Linked DNA regions of Mus musculus: region 2 is linked to region 1. A link is a contact called in public Hi-C data. All regions are on one chromosome and are shown on one strand. Each heading gives the region's core, a stretch centred on a gene start, on an enhancer-like site or on the middle of the called end of the contact. The rest is flanking DNA. Distances are from core to core; before and after follow the strand shown.

Region 1 (6,720 bases), core at 1,467-3,966:
TCTTGGTTATCCTCACATATGTGCGCACAGAGAGGCATACCCTCATGTATGTATGTATGTATGTATGTATGTATGTATGTATACACACACACACATATATAAGATAGGATCTCTCTACATGGTTACAAAGCTCTGAAACTTACTCTGTGGGCTAGGCTGGCCTTGAACTCACAGAGTCACTTACCTCTGTCTCCCATCTTCTGGGATTAAAGGTGTACATCACGACACCCTGCCCATGACTTTTTTTTTTTAAGGGTAGCTACCAGACTAGAGAGATGGCTCAGCCATTAAAAGCTAGGCTCAAAACAAAAAGGGATAACTACCACAAAATCTGGTGACCTTTCATATTTCCAACCGTCCTTCCTAGAAAAGTCAGGACACCAGCTCTTCCTCCAGGCTTCCAGAGTTGGTCTATGCACAAGGCCCTTCTACATTGATATGTAAATGTGCCATTCTGTATCTGGCTTCCCCCTTTGTCTCCAGATCTATAGATCAGTTCAGACACTTTCTTAAATGGTTAACAAAGGATTTCATGGCATAGGTAATCTGTGTTATTAAATGAGTCCCTACTGAGATTCATTTAGGCCATTTACAATCAATTGCTTTTTACAGTGATGCTGTAAGGAGTTAGTTACCTTGTACATACTTCTCTGAGTAAACAGAGAAGTGCATCCATTTACTAAAAAACGGAGTGTGAAATCATTTAGAGATAGCAAATATTTTCAATTAGGAAAGACATTGTCAGATTGTACTACAGAAGGCGGAACAATTATCTGTCCTGTCAACAGTATCCTAGGGTTTCTGTTTTGGTCCCTCTTGCCAAGGCAGAATATAATCTTTTGTTATTGTTGTTTTTATCTTTATTTATCTCTTTCTTGATTGTTGTCACTGCTCCATCTATAAAGCTTAAAGCCGTGGCCCTCTGGATTTGGTACCAGGCAGAACCCACTGCAATATGAAAATGTGGAATCCCTTGCTCCGTTAGGAATTTCAAGACAGTAGCAGGTCTCTGAGCACTGGGGGCAGCCAAGGAGCTGGCCTTGCACACGGGGCGGAACAGCAAGGGAATGCCAGGGAATCATTAAAAATGACAAGTCTGAGACTTCCGTCAGGAGAGGAACACGAGGAAAGGACTGTCAAGACGTTCTTACTCACAGCTTGTCGCTTCACAACATGGGGAACAGATGTGCTATTTGGGCAGCTCAGTACAACGGAGCTTGTGCACACAGACATTTTTAGTGGGCCACAGGAACTTGCTATGGCGAGCGCTTAGTTCCATGTGGCTAAGCCCAGCTTGATGGATCAAAGGACTCTGGGTGCAAGCACTGTGTTAGGCCTGCGCTGCAGGCTAAGTGGGAGTCAGACACCCGTGCAAGCACCTTCCGGAGGGGTCGCGAACCTCCCGCGGGCTTCGAGAAGTTGGAACAGCCTGTCAGCGGGGCAAGGAACCAGGGTTTAATCCTCCAGCTCTCCGCCCAGCTTGGTAGAGGGAGAGAAGCACCCGCCCATAAACTCTGGAGCTCCCTGCGCGCGCGCATAGTTTGGGCAAAGGAAGTGGGGTTGGCCAAGGGTAGATTAGAGAGAAGTGAGGGGACCTGAAAAACTGTCTGGATTGCAGTGGGAGTGGGAGGGGGGAACCTGAGCGGACCTGGGAGGGGCGGGCAAGAAGTCTGGATCCAGGATTGAAGTGGGGTGAGGCTGGGAGAGAGGGGATTGCTGTCCCGGATCCTGCACTCACACAACAGTGTCTGAAAGGATTGGAACCATCCCTCCAGACAACACCCTCAGCTCAGACCCTCAGCTGTGTCCCACGTCTTTGCATGCAAGCATCTCCTGGCTTGGGTTGCTTTGACAGCTGAGTGGGCTCTCACGGTTGCCCAGTGTGACCCACACAGGAGTCATCTGCGCACCATGCAGGCCCAGGGAGGACTCCACATCCACCGACCTGAACTGCAGAGTTACTTTGACAGTTTCAAGAGGCTCACAGGTCTGGTCCAAGGTGAGGGACCAAAGCTGATATTGGCCTTTTTGCTGGCAGGGTCAGGACATCATAGGGCAAAAGACAGCACCAGAGTACACTTTCTGACTTTTGTTCTCCCTTCTAAAAGGACAGCATGCATTAATGAGTCTCCCTGCCTGGCCTTATCTAGTCCTAATTGCCTCTCAGAACGAGTGGATTAGGTTTTAACCCTCTCAGTACTTCACAATGTGCATTTTGGAGGAAAGAGGAGCCTTACTGAGACCCAGCTTGTATGTGTGTATGTGTGTATGTGTGTATGTGTGTATGTGTGTATGTGTGTATGTGTGTATGTGTGTATGTGTGTATGTGTGTATGTGTGTATGTGTGTGGTGTTGGTGGTGTAGCCCCCGGGCTTGGGCATCCAGCAATCTGCCAGATTTCTTTTGCAATATTTTGCAAATAGGCCATATATTACACACAACTTTGGAGGTACAGCCCCTGGGATTTCCCCCATAATTATAGTTTCTCTTTTGAGGCAAAACATTCGTAGCCTCCTGAGGACTCAAAACTCAAAGCCCTCTTTTTTTTTTTTTTTTTTTTCTGCCAGGCACAGTGGTATACATCTGTAATCCCAGCACCCAGGAGATTGGAGACTGGACAATAATCATAAGTTATAGACTATATATTGAGACTCTTACAAAACCAAAAGCCGGGCACAGCAAGCCTTGGCATCTAGATCTCCAGCTCTACCACAGTACCACTAATAGGAAAGGCCTTTGTAGTCAGAACCTAAAGCCTGTCCTGTCTCCCACTCCTACCCGCCTCCCACCAGCCCTTTTGTGAGAGTTAAGACACTTTTGGGCTTTTCCTCAAAGAAACTTTTAGATACTAGAATTAAATGTAATTTAAAAAAGCTGCTATTTATATTCAATTGTTTGCTAGTGTGTCTATATGTGGGGATAAGCACCCGTGCCTGTTGCCCAAGGAGGCAAGACAGAGCATTGGGTCCCCTGGAGGGACCCAATTCTAGAATTGCAGGTGGTTGTAAACAACCTGATGTGGGTGCTGGGAACTAATGCTGGCCTCTGCAGGTGCTCTTAACTGCCAAGCCATCTTTCCTGACCCATAGATGATTTAAACAACAGCAACAACAACAAAAACAGAAACAATGATTCAGTCAGGCATTGGTGGCTCATACCCTTAGTCCCAGCACTCCAGGAAGCAGAGGCAGGTGAATCTCTTGAGTTTGAGGCCAGCCTGGTCTACAGAGTGAGCTCCACAGCCTGGAGTGTGCAGCCAGGGCTACACAGAGAAAACCTGCCTCAAAAACAAACAAACAAACAAACAAACAAACAAAAACCTTCAATGTTGCTAGAAGGCTAGCGAGGCTTAGGAGTTAATAGCATTGGTCGCTCTTCTAGAGGGCACAAGTTTGATTCTCAGCACCTACATGGTAGCTGACAAACATCTGTAACTCCATTCCTGGGGGGTTCCAATCACCCCTCCTGGACTTTGAGGGTATTGCATGCATGAGGTGCAGATGTACATGCTGGCAAAACACCTAAACACATAACATTAAAAAAAAAAAAAAAAACCAAAAACCCCAGGCAGTGGTGGCGCATGCCTTTAATCCCAGCACTTGGGAGGCAGAGGCAGGTGGATTTCTGAGTTCCAGGCCAGCCTGGTCTACAAAATGAATGCCAGGACAGCCAGGGCTATACAGAGAAACTCTGTCTCGAAAAACCAAAAAAAAAAAAAACAAAACAAAACAAAACAAAACAAAAACAAAAACAAAACAAAACAAAACAAAAAAAAAACAAAAAAACAAAAACAAAAAAAACCAAATCCATCACAGAACATTGAATACGTGAAAAGAATTAAATAAAACAAATATTTAGGATCCCAGGATGTCTGTTTACAAAACACTTAAGAACAAGTTGGCTGCAGCAAGAGGCCTGTTTGTTCTCAGGAGCTAGATACACACAGCACTGCAGGGTGGGCGACCTTCTTCCAAGAATGGCTCTCCTTCCCAGCCACAGGTTCATCCCCTGCAATCATCTCTGGCCTCCTCTGGAACCAGGTGTCAAGTTCAAGGCCAAGATATCTGAGAGAGGGTGTTGAAGGGAGGTGTACAGAGAGGACCGTGGGCAGGCGAGCTGTGGGTCTTCCAGGACTTCCGGCCATTCCAGGACACACCACTACATTTCCTGTTCTGTTTTTCCAATGTTAACAGGAGTCTGCTAGGAAGTGTACCCAGACTGGAGTTCCTGGCTCTCTTCCTCATTCAAAGCCTTCTTCAAGAGGGCTTCTGGGGTTAGCTCCCCATCCTCAGGGCCCAGGCATGCTCTACAGCTACATGTGGGGATATTGGATTATGCTTTCAGGTCATATTTATCAGCACTACAAACTGCCCCGAGGAAATGCTGCCAGGAACATGGAATTCAAGTGTTGCCATATTACAGAAGCAAAGGCTACACTCCACAGTGGACATTGACCAGCTCAATGTCACAGCATTACCAGGTGGCAGCACTGGACTTCAGTCTCACCTCTGCCTCCCAACTAGGGGTGACTTGAGTGTCAGAGGGTCTGGGCCCTGCAGAGCACTGTTTCAGCTGTCTTGTCTGTCCCTCAGACCTGCTACTCCTTTCATTCAGGCCAGGGTCTACTTTCTTTAGAAGCTTCTGGAACCTGTTGGGAACCCTTGGTATAGAGCCTAGGTCCTGTGGCCACATCAGAGACTTGCCTAGAGAAATAATCTCTCTCTCTCTCTCCCCCTTCTTTCCTTCCTTTTTTTTTTTTTTTTTTTTTTTTTGTATAGGATAGAGTTTATTCAGGGAATGGGGAGGGGAGTTACAAGGATAGTAGAGGCAGAGAAAGACAGAGAGAGGGAGAGAGTAGAGAAGTAGAAGCCGGTCATGGTCTCATGAGCACATGGAGAGAGGGGGAAGGGAAGAGCCCAAGAGGGCAAAAGAGAAGCAAGCAGGAAGCAAGAATAAGAGCTCTTTCTTTTTTCCTTTCTTTCTTATTTTCTTTTCTTTCTTTCTTTCTTTCTTTCTTTCTTTCTTTCTTTCTTTTTTTTTTTTTTTTTTTTTTTTTTGAGACAGGGTTTCTCTGTGTAGCCCTGGCTGTCCTGGAACTCACTTTGTAGACCAGGCTGGCCTCCAACTCAGAAATCCGCCTGCCTCTGTGCTGGGACTAAAGGCGTTCGCCACCACACCCGGCTCTTTCTTCTTTCTGGGACAGGATTTCACTATGTAACTCTAGCTGTCCTAGAACTCACTATGTAGACTAGGCTGGCCTTGAACTCATAGAGACCACCTGTCTCTGTTTCCCCGAGTGCTAGGATTCCACACCTGGCTCTTGCCTAGAAAATTTCACACCTCTCCATGCTCCAGGCTTAAAATCCATCAGTGACCACTATTGCACACAAAAGGGCCTCTGACCCCTAGACTCAGGAATCTTGTTGAGTGTGCCCTTACACACTGCTGACATGACCCTTGCACCCAGTTTCTGTCCCCTCCACCCTCCTGTCTCACTTTCCATTCCAGGGCACCAGCATTGTTGGTCAGTAAACTCTGACCATCATTTCTCTTGAGCCTTGTCCCTGGATATCCTGTTCTCCTGGTCAACATCTATCTCCCATGCCTTACTGATGCTCTGCACTGCAGAGGCAGTATGTACGTGTGTTTGTTTTCTTTCCTCTTTAAGGATTTATTTATTCTTAGTTTATGTCTGTCCTAGTTACTTTTCTCTCTCTGCAATAAGACACCAAGACTAAGGCAACTGAGAATAAACAGCTTATTTTGAGCTGACAGTTTCAGAGGGTGAGTCCGAGACCCTTATGGTAGGGGCATGACAGTAGGCAGGCAATGGCACTGGGGAAGTAGCTGAGAGCTTACATCTTGATCCGCAGAGACTCAGAATACCAGGGGCTTTTGAAACCTCAAAGCTCACCCTTAGTGGCACATCTCAACAGACTCTTAATCCTCTCTTAATCCTTCCCAAACAGTTCTGCCATATGGGGGTCAAACATTCTAATACATGAGCCTCTGGGGACCATTCTCATTCAAACCACCACGATGTGCCTGCATGCATGCATGTGTGTCATGGGCATACACGGTACCTGCAAAGGTCAGAAGAGAGAATGGGATCCCCTGAACCTAGAGTTATAGAGAGCTGTGAGCTGTCATGTGGGTGCTGGGATGAACCTGGGTCTTCTGCAAGAGCAGCAAGTGCTGTTAGCTGCTGAGCCACCTCTCCAGCCCCACTGTATGGGGCCCTGCTTCTGTAACCTAAGATTTTATAGGCATTAAGCTGGCACTCTCTCACTACATGTCCAGTCCTCTTCTTTATAACTAATTATACCAATCGAAAGTATTGTGGGGGGCGATGTGACATTTTAATATATACGTACATGATAAATAATGGCATGTATTTATAGGGTATGGTGTGGCATTTTAACATATGCATGCATGCATGCATGATAAATGAGCGAATGTACATGCCTGTCACTTTAGCTACTCACCATTCCTCTGTGGTGAAAACATTTGAAATCTCCTCCTTCACAACTTTGAAATGTAAACATTGCAAGGCTGTGGCAGCCATGCCGCTGTGAATGTAGCACTCTAGCTGCCTTACCGACAGGATTGCAGCCATTCGCCATTCCCAGCTGTGGTAGCCACCTGCCCACTTTACTTCCAGGGTTTCAGCTGACGTCACCCAGCAACTCTCTCACAGGGCCACATTTAGTCACTTTTACC
Region 2 (6,720 bases), core at 2,037-4,536, 110 kb after region 1:
CGAGCTGCAGGCCATGCTTTAAAAAGATTTATTTACTTCATGTATGTGGGTACACTGTAGCTGTCCTCAGACACAGCAGAAGACAGCTTCTGATCCCATTACAAATAGTTGTGAGCCACTATGTGGTTGCTGGGAATTGAACTCAGGACCTCCGGAAGAGCAGTCAGTGCCCACATTTCTTCCTTATTTAAAATTTTACAGAATTGTAGCTAAGCAGAAAAATAGTAAAAACAATAACTGCCTTTTTCTTTCCATCTTGTGACTCTGAATATTTTAAACGACAGTGGCTGAAGCTGTTCAACTCTTTCCATTTCCCAATGTTTCTGACTATGAAGTGCACTACCCACTTTCCTTCTTCTCAGCCTCACATGCCTACAGTAGTCTGAAGTCTTTGTTCCTTCCTTTCAAAGCTCCTATCAGTCGGCTTCACTGATCTCTGCCCTGTGCTGCTGCTAAGTTACAACAATACACACAAGGCAGATGCAAGCTCTGTGGACTGGTCATGGCTGCTTACCTGTTTTGCATCAGTTCTGCCAAGAGTTTTAAGATTGGAGTAGTACATGCGGGTTCTCCATACCACCGTTCAATAGCTCTCTGAAGAACTGGGAGATAGGCTGGGTATCTTTTATACATTATTAAAGAATGGAAGGACTAAGATCTTGGAATATAGCTCAGTAGCAGACCACCTGCCTAACATGCACAAGTCCTTGGTACCATCCCCCAAATAAGAACAAAACCATATTGCTGAAAACTAATGGCAGTTTAAAGCAAGTAAGCAAACAAACAGAAGCCCACATTTCTTCTGTTTGGTGCATAATGGCAACTGTATTAATTACCCTATTTAACTATACAGGTAAATTTTTGAGGTAGTCACAAAGTTTGAACTTATTTTTTCTCCATAAGTTAAATTGTTTTATTCCTGATATTAAGCATAAATGAAAGATATACTTTTAAATATCAGGTAAGTAATATGCTTAAAGAATTATGCTTAATATTATAGGGAAGGAAATAAATTTAGCTCAAGAGAAATAAAAATATATGAGTCATTATTATTGGGGCTTCTGAGTATTATACTCAGAAGGAAACTTTTAGTATGAAAAATTAAGAAACACAAAAGCACAGAGAAACAGTAACTATTACAGACCCACCCCACCTTCAAGATCACTTACACGTGTTCAATTTATTTATTTATTTACTTATTTATTTTTAATTAAGTAGTTGGCTTCTTCACTTTGCTATCACTGGAGTTACAAGAAACATCTGGGCAGTTACCCTGTATAAAAGCTCTGGGCTGCTAGTAATGCATCATCTTCCTGGTACTAAATCATTTATTAGTTCTGTAAGATGGTGTTAGTGCTAATCCACCCAAGGCCAATGCTGCTAAGCACAGTACAATAATCTCCGCCCCCCCCCCCCCCATCCCCTCTCTCTCTGGTCCTCCTAGTGTGTAACTCTGGCTGTCAGGTAAACCAAGGTGGCCTTGAACTCTCAGAGATCCACCTGCATCTGTTTCTCAGGTGTCTGCCACCATGCCTTGCCTGCAGGCATTCTTGTTAACACTAGGGGTGCACACTTGGTTGAGCCCAGCCAGGAATGCAAAACATCATCTCTGCTGGACCTTCAGACCACACTGGGCCTCCTTCTTGGCAAACATAGAAATATGGATTAAAGCTTCAAACTAGAGCAGGAAGCTTGACGCTTTCATTTCGACAGCTGCCAAGTCTCTTTCCAGCACACTGAATGCTGTGGAATGGGACTGCTGAATGGGATCACCAATTCTTGCCGTGATTTGGACAAAGCTCCTGGTGGAAAAGCTCATCATAAACCCAGCCCCTGCATCCCAGTCAAGTTCCTCATCAAGACATAGAGGCTCTTCTGCCTCCAATCCCTCCATTTCTGCTCTATGTGGAACTTGGCTTGTTGCAAATCCCTGCAAATAAACCATTGGACTCCAGTGGTCATGTTCCTTCTGTACATTGCTTCCTTCTGCCTCATCCCATCTTTCAATACATAGCTCATGTTTCATGTCTCTGGGATGTTTTTCCTATCTTGTCAAATGGCATCAATCTCTTCCTTGCCTATGCTCAATGAGCACTCCTGACTACATCTGTCTGAGAAGCAGGGCTGGCTGGTTGTAGTTACTGCTTGTTCTGTAAGCTTGGAAAGGGTTGGTATCCACACTTCCTTAGGATCTCCTTCTTAATGACCATGTGCTCCTCATATTCCAAAACAGTTGACAATGATTCCTGAAAGCGTTTTTCACCACTTATACTGCTAGCCCACCTGGGTTGGGAAAGGCCTATGTATGACTGTGCTAGCCCCACTACAGAATTCCTCTCTCCATTCCAAGCTCTCTGAGTGCAGAAACCAGTGTCTTCTCCTATGTACAGGCTCTATACAAAGCAGAGCTCAGTATTTGCTGTTGTAAACCTGTGAACCTGCAAAGCCTATGGTAGAAGTGCCTTATGATTGTTTGAACTGCACTTCATGCTGAGCTCTAAGAAATCACTCTGTAAAAGTGAAAATAAGCCTGCCAAAGTCCGAGGAGTGCTGTGGCCCTCCAAGCAGGAGAGCAGTAGTTCCCAGAGAGACCCTGAACTCAGGCTGCACTCACAAAAGCAGCTTCTCTAACAAGTACGTGCTGACGTCCTCAAACACGCTGTCCTAAAGTCTCCAGGGATGACCAGTGACAAAACACTAAGAAGCTCCTGCCCTTACGGGACTTACATTCTAATAAGACAGGCCACAACTAACGTAAAGATACATGGGGAAAATAACACAAAGGAAGGAGCAGGGAGTGAGGCCAGGAAGGGGGTGGGTATGTTTAAGTCAAGAGTAGGCTCAATAAAAAACAATAACAAAAGATCTATTTGAGCCTCAGAACCTACATGGTGGAAAGAGTGAGTTGTCTTGTGATATCTATGTATGCACTGTGATGCATGTGTATACATGGACACATGTGTGCACATATGCATTCACATATACACATACATGAATATTAAAGAAAAAACTAGCTTGACTGCTAACTTCCTTTGAACTGTCAAATAGTTTACTATTTTTCTCCAAGAATTAAAAACTTGTTATTGTTTAATAGACAGGAGATGCTACATATTATAAACTGTGTTAAGGACTGATTTAGAAATAGAATATATGGTTTTTATGCTCAAGAGTCATACTTAATCAGTGTGGCAGGTGTGTAAAGGACGCTTCCGGTTCTGGAAAGAGACAGCTCAGGCACAAACTCCAGCATCACCAGGAAACAGACACAAACCTCAAAACCTAACCCAGGCCACTGTGCCAACTACTTTCTAGACAGAGCACCGTGATGTTTTTAAAGTACACGGTATTCACACTGGGCTAAGAGCAGAGGATATGAGGGGATGCTCCCTTCTCTGTGTGGAATGAGAGCAGTGACAATTCTAATATGCTTCTGACAGAGGTGACTGCCACAGAGAGAATGAGCGATTATTGGGAAGCAGAGCAGAGGTCTACTAAGCAGGGAGGTTAAAGGGCTGCGGAGCGAGAGGGCCAGGCTCAGATTACAGAGTGAGAATCAAAACCCAGCTTTAATTTTCCAGTGGCCTTGTGAGGACTACACACATATAGGCAGGAGGAAGAGAACAGGAGCCCTTAGGTAGGAAAGGCATGGATCTCATTACTGTCACCTGGACTTCTCAATGAGAACCAAAGGTCCACATCAGATAAATGAACAATCAAAGGCACCAATGGTGACATTAGCACACCCGATGACAATGTGAGGAACTGGCAGGCACCGGATCTGCATCCATCCAGGATTAACCCACACATCTCATTCATCCATCCTGTGATTTAGTAGTTTGAATATGCTACACCACAAAAACAGAATCAGGAGAAAAACCACCACAACTATTTCCTTCTTGGATTTAATAGTATGAAAGAAAATGCAAAGGCTAGCCAGAGGGCTCACTGTGTAAAGGCCCTTCTGGTGCCCCCGACTAGAGCTCCATGCTCAGGACCCTTGCCGTGTAGGAAAAGAACTAACGCCCACAGCTGTCCTCCAATTTCCATGTGTGCCAGGGAAAGAGCACGCATGTACACAAAATAGACCAATGAATATAACTAGAGAATAAAAAGGTAAGAAAGCATTCTAATACCTATGACAACATAAATGTTTTCATTAAAATTGTTAGGACTCAGGGTTGGGGCTGTGGTTCCAGAAGAGGAGGAGCCTGGTGTGCAGAGGCTTAAGATGCAGCACCAACATGCCAACACCTGTGCTTTGTTCAGGAGGGGACAGACTTCGGGATGCCCTTCCTCTCTCATGGCTGGAAATCCATCTTTCAATCTTAGTGCAACTTCTGGTTTCCTAAGAAATCTCTCTCAGTTTGACCAAAGTATTAGTAAACTCTTCACAAATGTTCCTGTGGTCCCGTCACATGTGTCTGTTATAACACACGTGTAATTGGTTGGTCGGTAGGGTTTCTTTTGCATGCCCACAGAACTGTATGCTTCTGAAGAGCAGCAATGTACTCTTGTATTTCTTGTGCATAAAACACACATTCAAAGCAGGCCAGCCTCACAGTGGGTCTTCAGGGTTAGTCCTTTTGCAGTCCCACTTGGTTCACATATACTGCCAATTATTTTCTTCTTAAGATATTCTTCTGATTATGTGGGTCTCTCAAAGCTACCAGAATTTATTCTTCAGGCTTCATACTGCCTAAGAATATGAATATCCATTTTGGAGTCTGATAGTGAAGGGTCCTGGACAACCTGTTTCTAGCCATGAAATAAGCTGTGTCTTAACGAAGCATCTTTACTATTTCCCCTAAACAATGATCACCTGAAACTCTGTCCCTTGTAATTCGTAGGGTCTAGTCTTACTTAACCTAGCAAGACTCAGTGTTACATGGTCACCTTTACAGAGCCTTTCCTGACCACATTTACAGCTTTCTATATATGTTCTTGTAAGTCATTCATGCAGAGGACTCTTTTGAACTGAAAGTTCATTTAGGGGTAAGAATAGACAGGGAGGTGGGGAGGAAGTATGGGATGTGGAACAGTCGGAGGGTGGACTGGGAGGGGAAAAAAATCTGGAGTGTAAAACAAAAAGAATTGTGTCTCAGTAACCTATACTGTTCAGAAAACCAAGCACACTGCGCAACGGAAGCCAGCTTTGCTGAATGGATACGCAGCCCACATCCTTGCTAACTGTTTTAAGAGGGGAAGTGACAGCAGCGAAGGAGTTGTTCTGTCCCACACACTACAGTCGGGAGCTGTGAGATGGGGTGATTAACCCTGGGTCATGGGAGTAAAACTGTGACTCCAAGACTCCAACTAACTTACCCAGGACCCACAGGCTGTGAGGCAGTGAGACAAGGCTGGAGTTTAAGGTTGTTAATTTTGGTCATTGCTTCCTTTGTTTTTGTGTACTGTGTTTATATTCACTGACAAACAGTACTGCCTGCCTGTGTGAGCTCAATGATTGACCACATCCTGGAAATTAGAGTAATCCTGGAAATAATATTTACATGTGGATATTTTAGTTTCCCTCTGGTCATCTGAAACCTTCATCTAAGCACAACCTAGGAAACGTTTGAATAATGTGCGGTTTTCTTACTGCTGCATTCTTACTTTAGGGGCAAAGGTGTAAACGAATGATTTCCTGCTTGAATTCTCAAGTCATGAAAAAAATTATCAAGATGGTAGCTGTGAAGTCCCAGGCCATTTAGCTTTGGACAGATGCAGTGGTAAGCATGCAGTGTGTGCAGCTTGGGACAGATGCAGTGGTAAGCATGCAGTTCGTGCAGCAGTTAATGCCATGGCTAAGGCATTCACAGAGATGCTTGTGAATTAAATAGCTAAACATGGAAATAGCATTTTATCAAACAATCACCATAAATAAAATGCATTTTGACTTTACGATGACATGTGCTCTTAACAGGAATGTTTGTTCTATAAGCTAAGAACTGCATAACAAATTAAAGAACACACATCTATGTGGATAAAAGGCAAATAAACTTCCCCAGCAGTAATGTGGGATCCTCACTGACAGTTTGACATATCAATATTTCAGGAAGAATAAATGACTTTCATATCTGTATTTTTTAAAAATCATATACTTATTCATTTTTGCATTACTTGAATACTTTAGAAAGAATCTGTACTTTATCACCTGAAACTGTTAAAAGTTATTTCAAAATATTTTAATAAAGCTTTTTGAATGATCAAATAATATAACTTTTAAACAAATTTTACTATTATTATAAATATTTGCTCTTCATCCTTTGCCCAAAGGAAAACTATAAATCTTGTCTCAACTGAATGAACACCATTTATCATATTCATTTTGTTGTCAATACAATTATGAAAAGCCTTTGGCCTTTTCCCAAGGAAGCTGATTTGCTACTGAAACCCAATTATTATAAGCAAGGCCAGTAGCACGCCACTGCATTTGGCAATGTAGCATCGCTTACTGCATAACTGACACCTTGCTCTCTGCCCCTGACCCCAATAACTTCAACAGCTATGGTCAAAGGGAGGAGATATCAGTTTCGAGTTTAAAAAATAAAACACCAAGTCCCAAGATTTTCCATTTCTGCCATCTGCTGGACAAATGCTGAAATGGAAACCAGATTATATTTGTTGACACAGAAGGAAATTTCTGACCTTGACTCTTTATTACAACTGGTGAACAAGAAAAAAAAAACCCTCCTAACTGCTGGACAGGCTACCTTTAAGAGA

The links. A called contact is a pair of places that touch in the nucleus more often than the background predicts.
Region 2: a Hi-C map of the MNK3 cell line shows a contact between it and region 1, with 5 times the contacts expected there. The contact joins two enhancer-like sites. A contact is called at or near these places in 18 of 39 promoter capture datasets (the 3T3-L1 cell line, 3T3-L1-derived adipocytes, the C10 cell line and 10 more), 10 of 15 datasets of contacts at CTCF or cohesin (CD8 T cells, the G1E-ER4 cell line, the NIH/3T3 cell line and 6 more), 236 of 484 Hi-C or Micro-C datasets (the 3T3-L1 cell line, 3T3-L1-derived adipocytes, the AML12 cell line and 125 more), 26 of 115 datasets of contacts at active chromatin or transcription factors (the NIH/3T3 cell line, PVALB interneurons, acute myeloid leukemia and 20 more) and 3 of 9 other capture datasets (embryonic stem cells, embryonic tail and embryonic trunk).

The regions. Positions count from the first base shown.
Region 1 is chr11:33,179,520-33,186,239 of GRCm38.p6, forward strand. No RefSeq gene overlaps it. Among named protein-coding and RNA genes, the nearest start is that of Npm1, 20 kb to the left of the region's middle. Within about 2 kb of position 2,717, at least 9 of the 459 cell types and tissues checked have an H3K27ac peak or open chromatin away from gene starts, as enhancers often do. A contact at or near this core is called in the MNK3 cell line, where this site is marked.
Region 2 is chr11:33,289,050-33,295,769 of GRCm38.p6, forward strand. Ranbp17 (RAN binding protein 17) reads right to left here. Exons shown (of 28, transcript NM_023146.3): 21 at 515-622. Among named protein-coding and RNA genes, the nearest start is that of Tlx3, 89 kb to the left of the region's middle. Within about 2 kb of position 3,287, at least 3 of the 459 cell types and tissues checked have an H3K27ac peak or open chromatin away from gene starts, as enhancers often do. A contact at or near this core is called in the MNK3 cell line, where this site is marked.